2 separate regions of the Bicyclus anynana genome follow, and region 2 is linked to region 1. A link is a contact called in public Hi-C data. All regions are on one chromosome and are shown on one strand. The core of a region is the stretch at or near the end of the contact, and the rest is flanking DNA. Distances in the headings are between cores, read along the strand shown.

What was found. Hi-C and Micro-C count contacts between places; a contact is called where the count stands out from the background.
Region 2: a Hi-C map of whole body shows a contact between it and region 1, with 4 times the contacts expected there. The contact joins the enhancer-like site here to the promoter of LOC112053760 in region 1. A contact is called at or near these places in 2 of 2 Hi-C or Micro-C datasets (whole body and whole larva).

The regions. Positions count from the first base shown.
Region 1 is chr11:13,658,909-13,665,324 of ilBicAnyn1.1, reverse strand. It overlaps LOC112053760 (ras-related protein Rac1), which reads right to left and starts at 3,235. Exons shown (of 6, transcript XM_024093304.2): 1 at 2,906-3,235. The coding sequence starts at 2,940. LOC112053759 (histone acetyltransferase KAT8-like) reads left to right here and starts at 3,855. Exons shown (of 1, transcript XM_024093303.2): 1 at 3,855-6,416. The coding sequence starts at 3,939. The coding sequence ends at 5,267.
Region 2 is chr11:13,711,543-13,717,958 of ilBicAnyn1.1, reverse strand. It overlaps LOC112053760 (ras-related protein Rac1), which reads right to left. Exons shown (of 6, transcript XM_024093304.2): 4 at 5,679-5,813; 5 at 4,078-4,251; 6 at 1-2,816. The coding sequence ends at 4,096. Among protein-coding and RNA genes, the nearest start is that of LOC112053762, 8.2 kb to the left of the region's middle. Within about 2 kb of position 4,173, at least 7 of the 8 cell types and tissues checked have open chromatin away from gene starts, as enhancers often do.

The sequences.
Region 1 (6,416 bases), core at 1,986-4,485:
ATTTGTTTTTCTTTCACTTGTATTTGTCTTTGTGGTGTGCAAATAAAGTGTATCTATCTATCTATCTAAGTCTCCTCTCAGAATGAGAAAAGATTCTACTTCAACACCTTTAATTATGAGGTCATAAAAAAGGTTGCCTCATGGGAGACCTTAATTGCGGCAACATCAGAGCTTATCAAGTCCACTGACCTATTTCTTTACATGTTTAAGTTTTGTGTGCTGTGCTTCTCTAATGATGTTGTTTAATTTGTAAAGATAACAAGTGGTGTTATGTAGACTTGTTAAATTATACTTGTTTTATCTATGTAAGATAAAACCTTGTTGTATTATATATTCTGTGGATATAGTCAAATAAACAAGATTTAGATAGATAATAATTTATTTATTTTGCTATCATCCCTGAAAAGCAGATGAACCCATGCGACAATGTCACCAAGGTCCGACAAAATACTTTATGTACGTTTCACCCTGAAACCAGAGCGCATCCTCAGGTGATGTTAACTCAACAACGTGCAATCGCAAAGTAATATATAGGATGACAGCAAAATAAATAAATTATTATCTATTCATAATGAACTTCCACAAAGTAATGCCTGCTTCTATCCAATATTTAAAAGATTTAGCTAATTTTGTATATGATTAAAATGTAAATTATGAGATGTGTATATTTAATTCAATCATTTTTAATTATAATTTGAAATAGTATTAACTTACCATGAATAAATTATAGACCATGAATTTAACCAGGATAAAAGTATCCTATGTTCTGTTCCAAGACCCAATTTATCTTTATACCAAATTTCAGCAAAATTGGTTCAGTGGTTTAGCCATGAAAAGGTGACGGACAGACATATCAGTATGGATATGGATATTTGTATAATAATAATGGAAGACACTAGTGAATAGTTGTATGGCTGTATAACACAAAGCAAGAGGAAATGGGACAATTTGCATTCACCCCGCAAGCAGTGTCAGTGCCCTTTTGAGCTCACCTTGAGTCATCTTTACAACATGACATACATATTAGCTGAGAACTTACTATGAATGTGAATTAGTAACAACTAATGAGGATTATATCAGTACTGTAGTTCAGACAATTAAATATTTAGTTTAAGTTACTACTACTATAGTAAAAAAAAATTATACAACCACATTTTTAAATATGGTCAATAATATGCTTACCCTCCAAATAAGTGGCCAATATTTTTTTTTTGTTCTTTTTGATTTGGATTTGGAACAATTTGATATGGGGTTCCATAAAAGGTATTTGGTGGGTGTTCGGTTATCTTAAGTCTGGGAACCTGTGTAGGTAATTTAGAAGAGACAACTATGACAAACAGTTTTGCTTGAATTATTTTTGTCAAACCGAGTCAAATGCTCTGTTTTTCAGATAGCATGGGTACGGTGACAGTCATCTGTACGACGTTCAAAATACATACTATTATCATGAAACGTGGCAAACTTTGAAGAGTGAAACAAACTATCACCAGCACCATCCTACACGAAACAAACTATAGGGATGATGACAGTTTTCTTAAATTGTATATAAATTAAGAGTACACTTTTAGTAAAGCAATTTTGTAGATGGAAACACAGGATATTTGCCATTAGTACTTTCAAAGCTACAGGAATTTAATTTGTCATATCGCTAAATAATGCTGCATAATAAATAGCACAAAATTGTTGATTCTTAAGAATGTCAGATTTGTATGTTAGGTTTGGCCGAATAATGAATAATGTCACATTGAATGCTAAAAATGTATTTTTATCTTATTAAGTAAGTATGTTAAAAGATTTTTGATTGATTTTGAAATTTCAGTCTTATTTATTTAACAAATATCCCTACAATCTTTGTTTTCTATGTATGGATTACTTATTATTGCCCATATTTACCTGTATGTCTCATAAAATTCAATATATTCAAATCTCAACACCATTACATGTTTGAATTAGAGATGGTTTATTAAGGTTAGGAAAGTACGGCAATCAGGCCTAGACTGTGGTGACGAAGAGGTTGGAAACTGGAAAGCTTACAAATTAAACCATAGAGTATTTGTGTAGGGCTTCAATAACATTGTAATAATGATAGTTACAATCGCTATCAGTAGTGATAACAACATTTTGCATTCTACTATGGAAGAGATAGCATAGATAAGCCTTCAATAATTACATTACATGTATAAATTTATTTATTTTCTTGTGTGCATCAATGCTTTTGTGTATTTAAATACATATAGGGGTAGGGGTAGGGTAGGAGTAGGGTAAATGTAGGGTAGGGGAAGAGAAGTGTAGAGTAGGGATAGGGAAGAGCACATAAGTCAAAGCGAAGCTTGACCAAGTCTGTTAGTTAACATTAAAATGTACTTACAATTAATTACAGTTATTATTTTTCAGTCATTTTTGTCCTTGTTAGCACAAATTAATGCAGTTTTAAATCCCTAACGCTTTCTATTAATAATTTCAATTTCTTTCAAAAATATTGATAGATATTCTTAAATACTTAAAAAATAAAAATACTTTTTCTAAGAAGGTTTTAAATTCTTTTACCAAATAATACCCATGTTACAATAATTGTTACATGAATGATTTCTATTTATTATAGAAATAGAAAATCTTAAAAAAATACTCATTAAACAAATTATATCAAAATCGGTTAAGTCATTTATAAGAAAATCAAAAAATCTCATTCATTAAATTCATAGTCTTAATTCCATGAACACAAGTAAACAGGGAACCTCGCTTATGTTAAAGTCGGGTAATAATACACAATCGTGCAATTATCGCTCGACAGGATCGCTCGGAAGTCTGGATGCGCCACCAATGAGTCCTAATGACGTCAGATGCCTAGTTCATTACGATAATAGTATCTCGGAATTTGTAAGAAACCAAAATCATTTCCACTTACCCGTCACCCACAACTACACACTTGATCGCTTGCATTTTGACTCAGTCTAATGTTCCAACTAAGACAACTGGGAGATTATCTCGGCAAAATGCTTCCAAACCAATCTTGTACAAAACCACTGCACATAAATCACTTGTAAATGTAATCAATACACTTCGGCATTACAATCAACACTCGCGTAGACGATCGGCACAGTTTTTAGATAACGAAAATAATATCATATCTCCCTTTTAGCGATTAGGAATCCGAATTACAAATCAGTTAAATACAGACGTTTCGCCGATTGCATTACGTTCGCTCAGCCGACAAGTCTGAACTCATGTTTCATTTACTAGGGCTCTATAGACTATGGTTTATTGTGTTGCACTCAAAAGTTCATTAAATTCCCTACTTTTACTCCCTGGTAGCTGACATGTTGACAAACCATCAAACCAGTTAATGTTCTTGAATTTATTTTGTTTAAAGTTTTATTCTTAGTTTGGCGGATTAATAAATAGCGACTTTAAAATTATCACGTGCAGACACGCTGTACGTTGTGTTAAATGTAAATTAGCATGATAATAATATAAAATAAAAATACATACACGCTGAAAAAATAAAAATTACATTAATTTTAACTTTTCTGATTCTAATAAAACTAAGAATATTCTCTGAAATAAGGGAAGGTTTTGCTTATTGTAACACCATACCATAGAGTTACTTTTATATTTTAAATTAATTGTATAATTATGAAAAATGTATACTTCTAAGCTTAAAGCTATTTACTTCATTTTATATTTATTTTATTTAAATTAAACGAGTGCTTATTTTTTTAGACAAATATTGATTTATCCGGTCTACCGGTTTCCAAAAGACAGATTTATGCATGGGCACTGGGTGTGGGTAGGTACGTCACTAGTTCGCACGTTTTTGCTTTGCGCGACATTCGAGATTCGACATTTTAATAAAAATCTATAATCTATTATCTATGGAAAAATGGCATGGCTGATTGTGTTGCGCGGTATTGCATGATCCGTTATTGATATAGTTTAATATGGCTAAAGGCGATAAAGAGTTAGAAAAACCAATTGTGAACAATGAATTACCAAATTCAGAGGGCCGTAGCACTGACAACGAGGACTCTGAGTCCACACAGGAGCAACCTTTGGACATCGGAGAGCATTACTTAGTGCGGCGTTCGGATGAGTCATGGCACCCGGCTGAGATAATACAAACGCGGTACAACGCAGGGGAATCGTGTTATGAATACTATGTGCACTATGTCGGCTACGATAGAAGACTCGACGAGTGGGTTTCGCGCCACCGGGTCATGTCCGATAGGTTTGACGTGTGTGAAAACTCTAATAACAACATAAACTCCGATCACTTGCTCACCGACAAATCCGGTCGCAAAATAACCCGCAATCAAAAACGTAAACATGACGAAATCAATCATGTGCAGAAATCGTACGCGGAGATGGACCCCACGACGGCGGCTTTGGAAAAAGAACACGAAGCTATTACCAAAGTGAAATACATAGATAGGATTCAGATCGGCAAATACGAAATAGACACTTGGTACTTCAGCCCTTACCCGGACGAGTACGGAAAACAGTCGAAGCTGTGGATTTGTGAATATTGCCTCAAGTACATGAGAATGGAGAAGACGTACAGATATCATTTGAGCGAGTGTACAGCGCGACAACCTCTAGGCAGCGAAATATATAGAAAAGGTACTATAGCAATTTTCGAAGCAGATGGTAAGGAACATAAAATATACTGTCAGAATCTTTGTTTGCTGGCTAAATTGTTTTTAGATCACAAAACTCTTTATTTTGACATAGAGCAATTTCTTTTTTATATTTTGTGCGAAGTCGACAAGCATGGAGCTCATCTTGTTGGTTATTTCTCCAAAGAAAAGGATTCTCCTGAAGGCAACAATGTTGCTTGTATACTCACTCTGCCGCCATACCAGAGACAAGGTTACGGTAAACTGCTAATAGCTTTTAGCTATGAACTGTCAAGGCTTGAACAAGTCGTTGGTAGCCCCGAGAAGCCACTATCGGACTTGGGTAAGCTAAGTTACAGATCCTACTGGTCCTATGTATTATTAGAAGTGCTAAGTGCGAGTCGCGGTACTCTTAGTATCAAGGACTTGAGTCAGATGACTGGTATATCGCAGACAGATATAATTTCTACTCTACAATCTATGAATATGGTAAAGTATTGGAAGGGGCAACATGTTATATGTGTTACACCAAAGATTGTATCTGAACAGTTGGCCAGTTCACATTTTAAAAAACCCCGATTATGCGTAGATCCTACAGCTTTAAGATGGACGCCTCCGAATAAGCAAGGGAACTCGACGAAGGCAAAGAAGTAGTATAGACTCACAGGCAGAGTTTAGAGGAAGTTTGAATGTGAACAAAATGGTTTTTTTAGGTTTCTCTAAGCCTGTTACTAGTTAAACAATATCTTAATGTAAGTAATTTATTTGGTACTGTGAACATTTTATTTAAAAGAAGCATTTACTTAAAGCAAGGTCCAGAGACGGATAAAACAATGTTAAGCTGTAAAAATGCTCTTTTAATAACATTTATTTGATGACTGTATTGTATGGCTGTTCTATGTAGAACTCTGTGTTAGTAATTATCACAATGTGTGTATTAGAAATTAGTTAATAAGGTAATTGATGGCATTTTGAAGTAAAGATCCCAGTTGTGAAACATTACCAGATTATATTGAAAGAAAAAAAAAATTAAACAAATAGATTTGTTGATGATTTTTTTTTTTTATAAATAATAATTAAGTAATATGGTAGTGACTGTAATGTTATTTGAAACTTGCTTTGCATTTACAAAAGTTGTATTGCTATTTGTAAGATAATGTGCTTTAACACGTTTGCTGCAGTACAGGGTCAATTGACCTCGTATGTCTAGCGTGTTCGAGGGTTACGAGGTCAATGGACCTCGTACCGCACCAGAGAAAAGTACAGAAAAATCAGTGCCGCAGCAAAAGTGTTAATGAAGGAATAATTACGGTATAAACTTAAGAGTAATTAGATAATATCTTAATTGAGCCAAGCTGGGATTCAAACCATCCCAATTTTAAAGAAAAAGAGATAAAAATTGGAATTTGTGTATTATTTTAAATACAATTTTCACTTATTTTGACATTTTATTGCAGATTGAATGAACATAATTTCATGTGACTTTTTAGATCTGTTTAAAGTTACTCACTAAGTTCCTCTACTGGCAAGTGATATTATTTATAAGTTTAAATTAATTAATTTTTAATTATTGAATTTTAATTTTTTTTTTCATAATTTCTTTGTACAATGATATAGTTAGTAAGTCAAAAATTGTAAATATTAGAGTCTTGGATACTCTGTGTGTATTGAATTTTTCATGTACAGTTAGTTGTTTTCATGTATGGTTTATTTTAAGCAAATAGTAAATTCAAAACAGCCCATTCTTTGTCATAATATACTCAGAGGCACAATTATCCGCCCACTTAATATGACACGAGTATA
Region 2 (6,416 bases), core at 2,924-5,423, 52 kb before region 1:
ACATACTAACTAATATGTATAAAAAATGTGATCGAAGCTCCCTATTATATGATTCCTAGGATATAAAAAATGCAACGCCATAGTAAATGGCCCGATCACTTACATTTTAGTTTTTTTTTTTTAATCATACTAAAATTACCGTTATTTACACGCCGTTTCTTCTAAATATTTGCATCTGAACAATACATTAAAACCTTACCAGCTATTTACCTATTTTGTGCAATTGTTTATGCTTACGAAAAAAATAAAATATAACGAAGCGGCTAAGATTCCATTTTCAAATATTTCATTTTCAATAAGTAAAAATTGTCTATGGCATCGATGTCGATAGTACAAAGCAATAACAATTGCACATTCCTTAGCGTTTTTACGTGTACTATTACTTATTTTAGGAGTGGATTTAGACAGTAATTAACTTATTTCTAAGGGCGTTTCCACACTATACCATCATATATCGAGGGACATGCAAATGGGACAACAGTGTCCCATTATGATATAAAATATGGTAATGTGGAGACGCTGTAACAGTTCAAAAGCAATCGAAACATCAGTACAAGTGTCGCGTGGACAATTAAAATGTTATTTAGGCGTAATATAAAAACTAATAAAAGGCCGTGTTCGTCAATTAAAGGCTAAACCCATTTATCACACTTTCTTTTTACGAAAAATGTCTCCCAAGGACTAAGCGACCAATCAGAAAAGTCCCAACTTGGTCAAAGTTGCTTAAATTAATAATTGTGCGGCATTTCACAGTAACCTTTAGAAGTTTTAATAAGACTTGAATATTACAGCTTGTTTGATGATAATAAGGACATTGTTGAAAATTAAAAAATAAAATACTAAAAAAAACACAAGGTAACTTTGATTTTCAGTAAAACTTAATTGGTTTAAATGCTTTTCTGTGTAATACTGATACTTATTAATTTTAAATAAAAATTGAATGCCCAGTCGAATAATTAATTTAAAAATTCTATTATTTTACAGCCACTATTTTAGCCATCACTATTTAACCATACAATACAAAAATTAAAATGACATATATCATACAAAACACTGGCATAATTCATAATATAACACTTACACATATTTTTGTGCTGAAATTCAAAGTTACCCTCATTTGATGCAATAAACAAATCGATCCAAACAAAATCGTGAACAAATTAATCAATGCAATTAATCAGTAAAACCATCATTTAATGTACAATTTATCATCAAAACAATTTATTATTTAATTATTTAAATTGCATTCAACTGTCCTCTAGCTAAACTTCGATATGTATAACGCATTTCACGGGTGCTAAAGTATTGGGTGTAGACATCGATCACCTATTAAAAAGTGGATGCACAATCACCGACCAAAATTCAATGAGTGCTAAGCACAACTTCTTGGCACTCAATTCAAGTAGTCACATTTGCAAATTCAACCTTAAACTCAATCTTTAAGGTTGAATTCGCTCTGAATTTGGGATTTTACTGAATATTGGACTATAGGTACAATTTTCTTTACCAATAATTCTAAAACTGTCAAAGCAAAATTCACCATTTTTCAAGTGAAATTTTCTACATGATTGTGCGTCCTTTTATTATAAGAGGTCAATGGGCGTAGATTTTACAAGTGAAACGCGGGTAGCCTAATAATTTATTAATAACATTAAAACACATAAAATATGTTGGCAACGATAATTTTTACTGCTACTTTGTGCCTATTGATTACATAAAAAACATTACTTAAGATAAAATCAACGTTGTTAATATCCAATTTATTTAATAAGCAGTTGATTTCCATAATTTAAAAAAAAAAAGAAATCGTAATACCTCTACATAACTTTTAACATAAAAAGTACCGTCAGATTAGTTAACTTTGCTTTTCAATGCATATTTTTTGAAAATGGAACTTGTTTTTTTTTTGTTAAATGCGGATTTTTCGAATTTTGTTTAGTCGGACATATATAGACACTATGATAAAAGTTATTCGTTGATAGTTGTTAAGTTACACATAAAACGATCACTCTTTTCATTACATTGAAATGCAAATTTAGTCAACTAGACAGTGTTACCATACAAATATTGATATAGTATTGTAAAACATTTATTAATACACATTACATACAGTATACGAAAGTTTAAATATTTATATAAAACATTTTTAGCGAATACTGTGTATGTACTTACAGACACCTAATAATGAAATACAACAATCAATCAAATTGGGAACAAAATAAGCAATAATAATAATAATAATAATAATAAATCGAAAAATATAATCTCTGTCTAACACAAAAAATTTCAACAATTCCACATTTCGAAAACACCAACGCACCAAAAGTGGGGGGAAATATAATACATATATTTTTTAATCTGCCGTCGATGGATCAACAAAAATGGCGACGTTAGGTGTTCAAGCAAGAGTGTAGGAATGTATTTTTAATATTTTGAATACAAGTCGCGATAGAAAAAGCACCCAAATATCAATAATTATGAATTACAACTCGATAAAAAAACCTGACCAGTATGTTCCCATAAACAGAGATGTCACTTAACCATAGACAACTGTCAAACGTCAGCTGTCACTCCACAGATTATACAAAAGCGTTTACAAATACGGAGCTCACTCACACCAACCCATTTGACGTAATAAATGACGCGTATTTATTTTAACATTTTAAGAATTAACATCTATTGCATTGCATTCAATTGCAGTCCATGTTACATTAGTTCATACAGCACTGTGGTGATACCATAGAAGACGGATCGTTTGGTGCGCTATTTCTTTAAGCTAGGCTGTTTACACTTGCGTCGTACTTCCTCTACTCTCTCTGGAATATAAACAAACTCATTTATTCATTTATTTAACCCATAAACAACATTAATATAATTAAATGTTATCTATACTAATATTTAAAGGAGGTAGTTTGTAAGTTTGTAAGTTTGTAAGTTTGTTAAGGAGTCATTTCAGGTCCACTCTTGTACCCCGTATCATTAAAATTTAAAAAATACAAAGAATTTATTAAAATTTATTAAACAGAATAAATCTAACTAAATAAAAATAAATAAATAAAAAACCCAAGTTTTTGAGTTATAACAAGATGGTGCCCATAGAGCAACTATGACATGACAGTTGACAGCAAAAGTCAAATCGATTAATGCATTGAAAACGTCATCTATCCGCCATTAATACCTTTATTGATGTTGCATTTCTTGGGAGATAATGAATATTATTTCGAAAAAATTAAAATAATTTCGTAGATTTGTATAATCAAAAATAGTTAAAAATAATATCTTCTTTTATTTCCGCCAGGGTACAATGACTGGACCTGGGCTCCATACAATTTTGGACCATCTCCTTTGTAACAATCCTTTGTACGGAGTAATCTTCGGAACTACCATCCGATTTTGAAAATTCTTTCACCAGCAGAATGCTACGTTATCGGGGAGTGTTTCAAAACAACTAGGTATCTTTCCTAATACTCCAATAATGTAACCCAAAGTGTAAATTTTTTTACCTAAAATATACTTTACATCGCGTGCGCTGCAAAACCTATTGATGTTAGAATAAAACAATGTACTACAACTTTGCAGAACACATCCTTTTCTACAAAAAGTGTCGCGACAGCATATGCCTAACTATTATAGTCATGACACAATGACACAAAGTGTTCTTTTATTTAAAAAAAAATCGGTTGTCTGTAAAGTCGGTTTACTGACGATAGTTGAACGTGACAACGTCATAAGAAAATACTGATGGAATTTTTGCATTTTTCAAAAGAAAATGTTTGTTTTTCTAAAATACTGTTTAATAATCTTCATAGACCAGAATATACTTTATTTCTTGTAAAAAAAGTTGGCAACCCTAGAGCGTGGGAACGACGCATGACTTCATCTTTTTTTGAGTGTGCAGCCGGCTCCATTGACGTTGTAAGACGTTGTCACGTGAAAAAAAAAATGGAAATGCCGCCGTTAGAAAAGGCTAACTAAGCGTAGGGATAGAGTAGTGTAGGGATAGGAAAGAAGTGCACATAAGTTGTAGCTTATTGAAATCTCACCTGTAAAAAATTAAAAAAAAAATGTAGTACATACCCTGACGCGTCGCAATCCTTACAGTATCGAACACTTCCGCTTCACCTTGACCGGCTGCACGGGGCACAGCACGGCGCGGATCGCCTCGTCGAATACCGTCTTCAGCCCCTTCTGGGTCAGCGCCGAGCACTCCAGGTACTTCACCGCGCCGATTTCCTTGGACATGCCTAGGCCCTGGTAGACAAAAATTATATTGAGTCCATAGACTACAAGCCCTTAAACAAAAATTACATGAGAAATGAACCAAGATGAATAACGCTTAGAAGGCTGCTGCTATATCAGAAAATAACTCTGAGCACTATACCGTCATTTCTGAGCTGTACAGGTGATTGAAGAGTAAGGCTTGCGACTCTTATCTTTCGACTCCTGCGCTGGAAAAATGTACAGCGTTTACGGGTAAAGTATCTGTATACATATGTGTACAAAACGAATTGCACAAATGCCGTACAGTAATAAATAACGTATTTTGCTTCTGCAGTTGTCGACGAATTAAAATTTGTGCTGACTTCCGGCACCACCATTTTAGTACGGCACTAGGATTTTCGACATTTATTTTTAATCATCTTAAACACTATAGCAAAGCCGTACAATTATAATTAGTCGTAATTCATCATTTGTACCTGAGAAATGACATTCACTCGCGTACTCACCACTGTACCGCTCAGAAATGACGGCATAGTGTTCAGAGTTATTTTCTGATACAGTAACAGCCATCTAAACGTTATTCACGTTGGTTCATTTCACAAATAATTTTTGTCAAGGGCTTACAGTCCCATATTGGTTTTTACACACAAATGCGTTTAATCTGTCATATTACCGCTACTACCAAATCTAAACAGTCTTCATGGAATAAATTGATTATGCGTATGACTCCGGTGACATAAACGTCATGACGTCAAACACATCTGTTCTTACGAGAACTGTAAAGTTTGACGTCATCATTTAGAGGATAATATTCATAACAATTACATGACCCGTTACCATCGCGTTACTTTAGTTTTCAGTAGTTATTCCTTATTCCTCCTTCTGTATTTGGTAGAACACCAAAGGGAAAAAACTTATAATCTCTCATTCCGAGGTTGACCTATTTTCCTTATTTGACTGGGGTAGCATAAGAACTCAGAAGTAGGGGAAGTGGGTGGTATACCTCAAAATGCTTGTTTAGCCATTCGTTGGTCATTATCGCTAATAATGTGATAATGACTAACGAACATAACATCTAAAAGTGATTGTTACTGAGTCCAAAATTATCACCCAAAACCGGTCATACAGCATTGGTCTAGCCTGGTGGTTCAAATCCAACCGAATGAGGAGGAGGAGGAAATAAGAAGGTTTAGCGTTGTAGTAGGCCATTCAAATAGGCTGATAATGATGTACTAATTCAATACTTTTGGTCTCTATGAATCTCCCACATACACACCCTCCCACAGATTTGAGCTTAGATATCTCCATTGCTTTTGAATAGTTTCCCATCACTACGGCTCATTAGATTTGAGTATAGATCTCTCCATCACTCTAACTGTCATTGAGATGTCATCAACAAAGTTGGTTCAGTCATATCAGGTTCATATTGAGCGACTGTTTCGAACCGCAATACTCACTGATGTATAAATGATGGGCGTTAGCTTTTTGTCCTTCAGCTTCTCAATGGTGTCCTTGTCTTCGCGGAGATCGAGCTTCGTGCCCACGAGGATGATGGGCGTTGACGGGCAGTGATGCCTCACTTCTGGGTACCACTGGAATGTTATTAAACGTCCAATTAATATTTTTATTACATAAAATATAATGATACAGCACATAAATTTTTCATTATCAGAAAGTAAAATTAGATCTGCTTAATCCATAGTGGCGTGCACAATGTTTTTAGCTAAAGTTTTTTGACGGCCTCCCTGGCGCATTGGTATGCGCGGTGGATTTACAAGACGGAGGTCCTGGGTTCGATCCCCGGCTGGGCAGATTGAATTTGTCCAGGTCTGGCTGGTGGGAGGCTTCGGCCGTGGCTAGTTACCACCCTACCGGCAAAGACGTACCATCAAGCGATTTAGCGATCCGGTACGATGTCGCGTAGAAACCGAAAGTGGTGTGGATTTCATCCTCATCCTAACAAGTTAGCTCGCTTCCATCTTAGACTGCATCATCACTTACCATCAGGTGAGATTGTAGTTAAGAGCAAACTTGTAAAAAATAAAAAAGAGAAAGCATTGTACAGAAAATTTGTTCAATACAGGGTAGTGATGTTATTGAAGCTTTAATGAATGATGGACTACCTTAGCGCGAACGTCCTCCTAAATGAAGAAAATCTATAAGGAGACTGACGTGTCAAATCAACTGACGTGTCA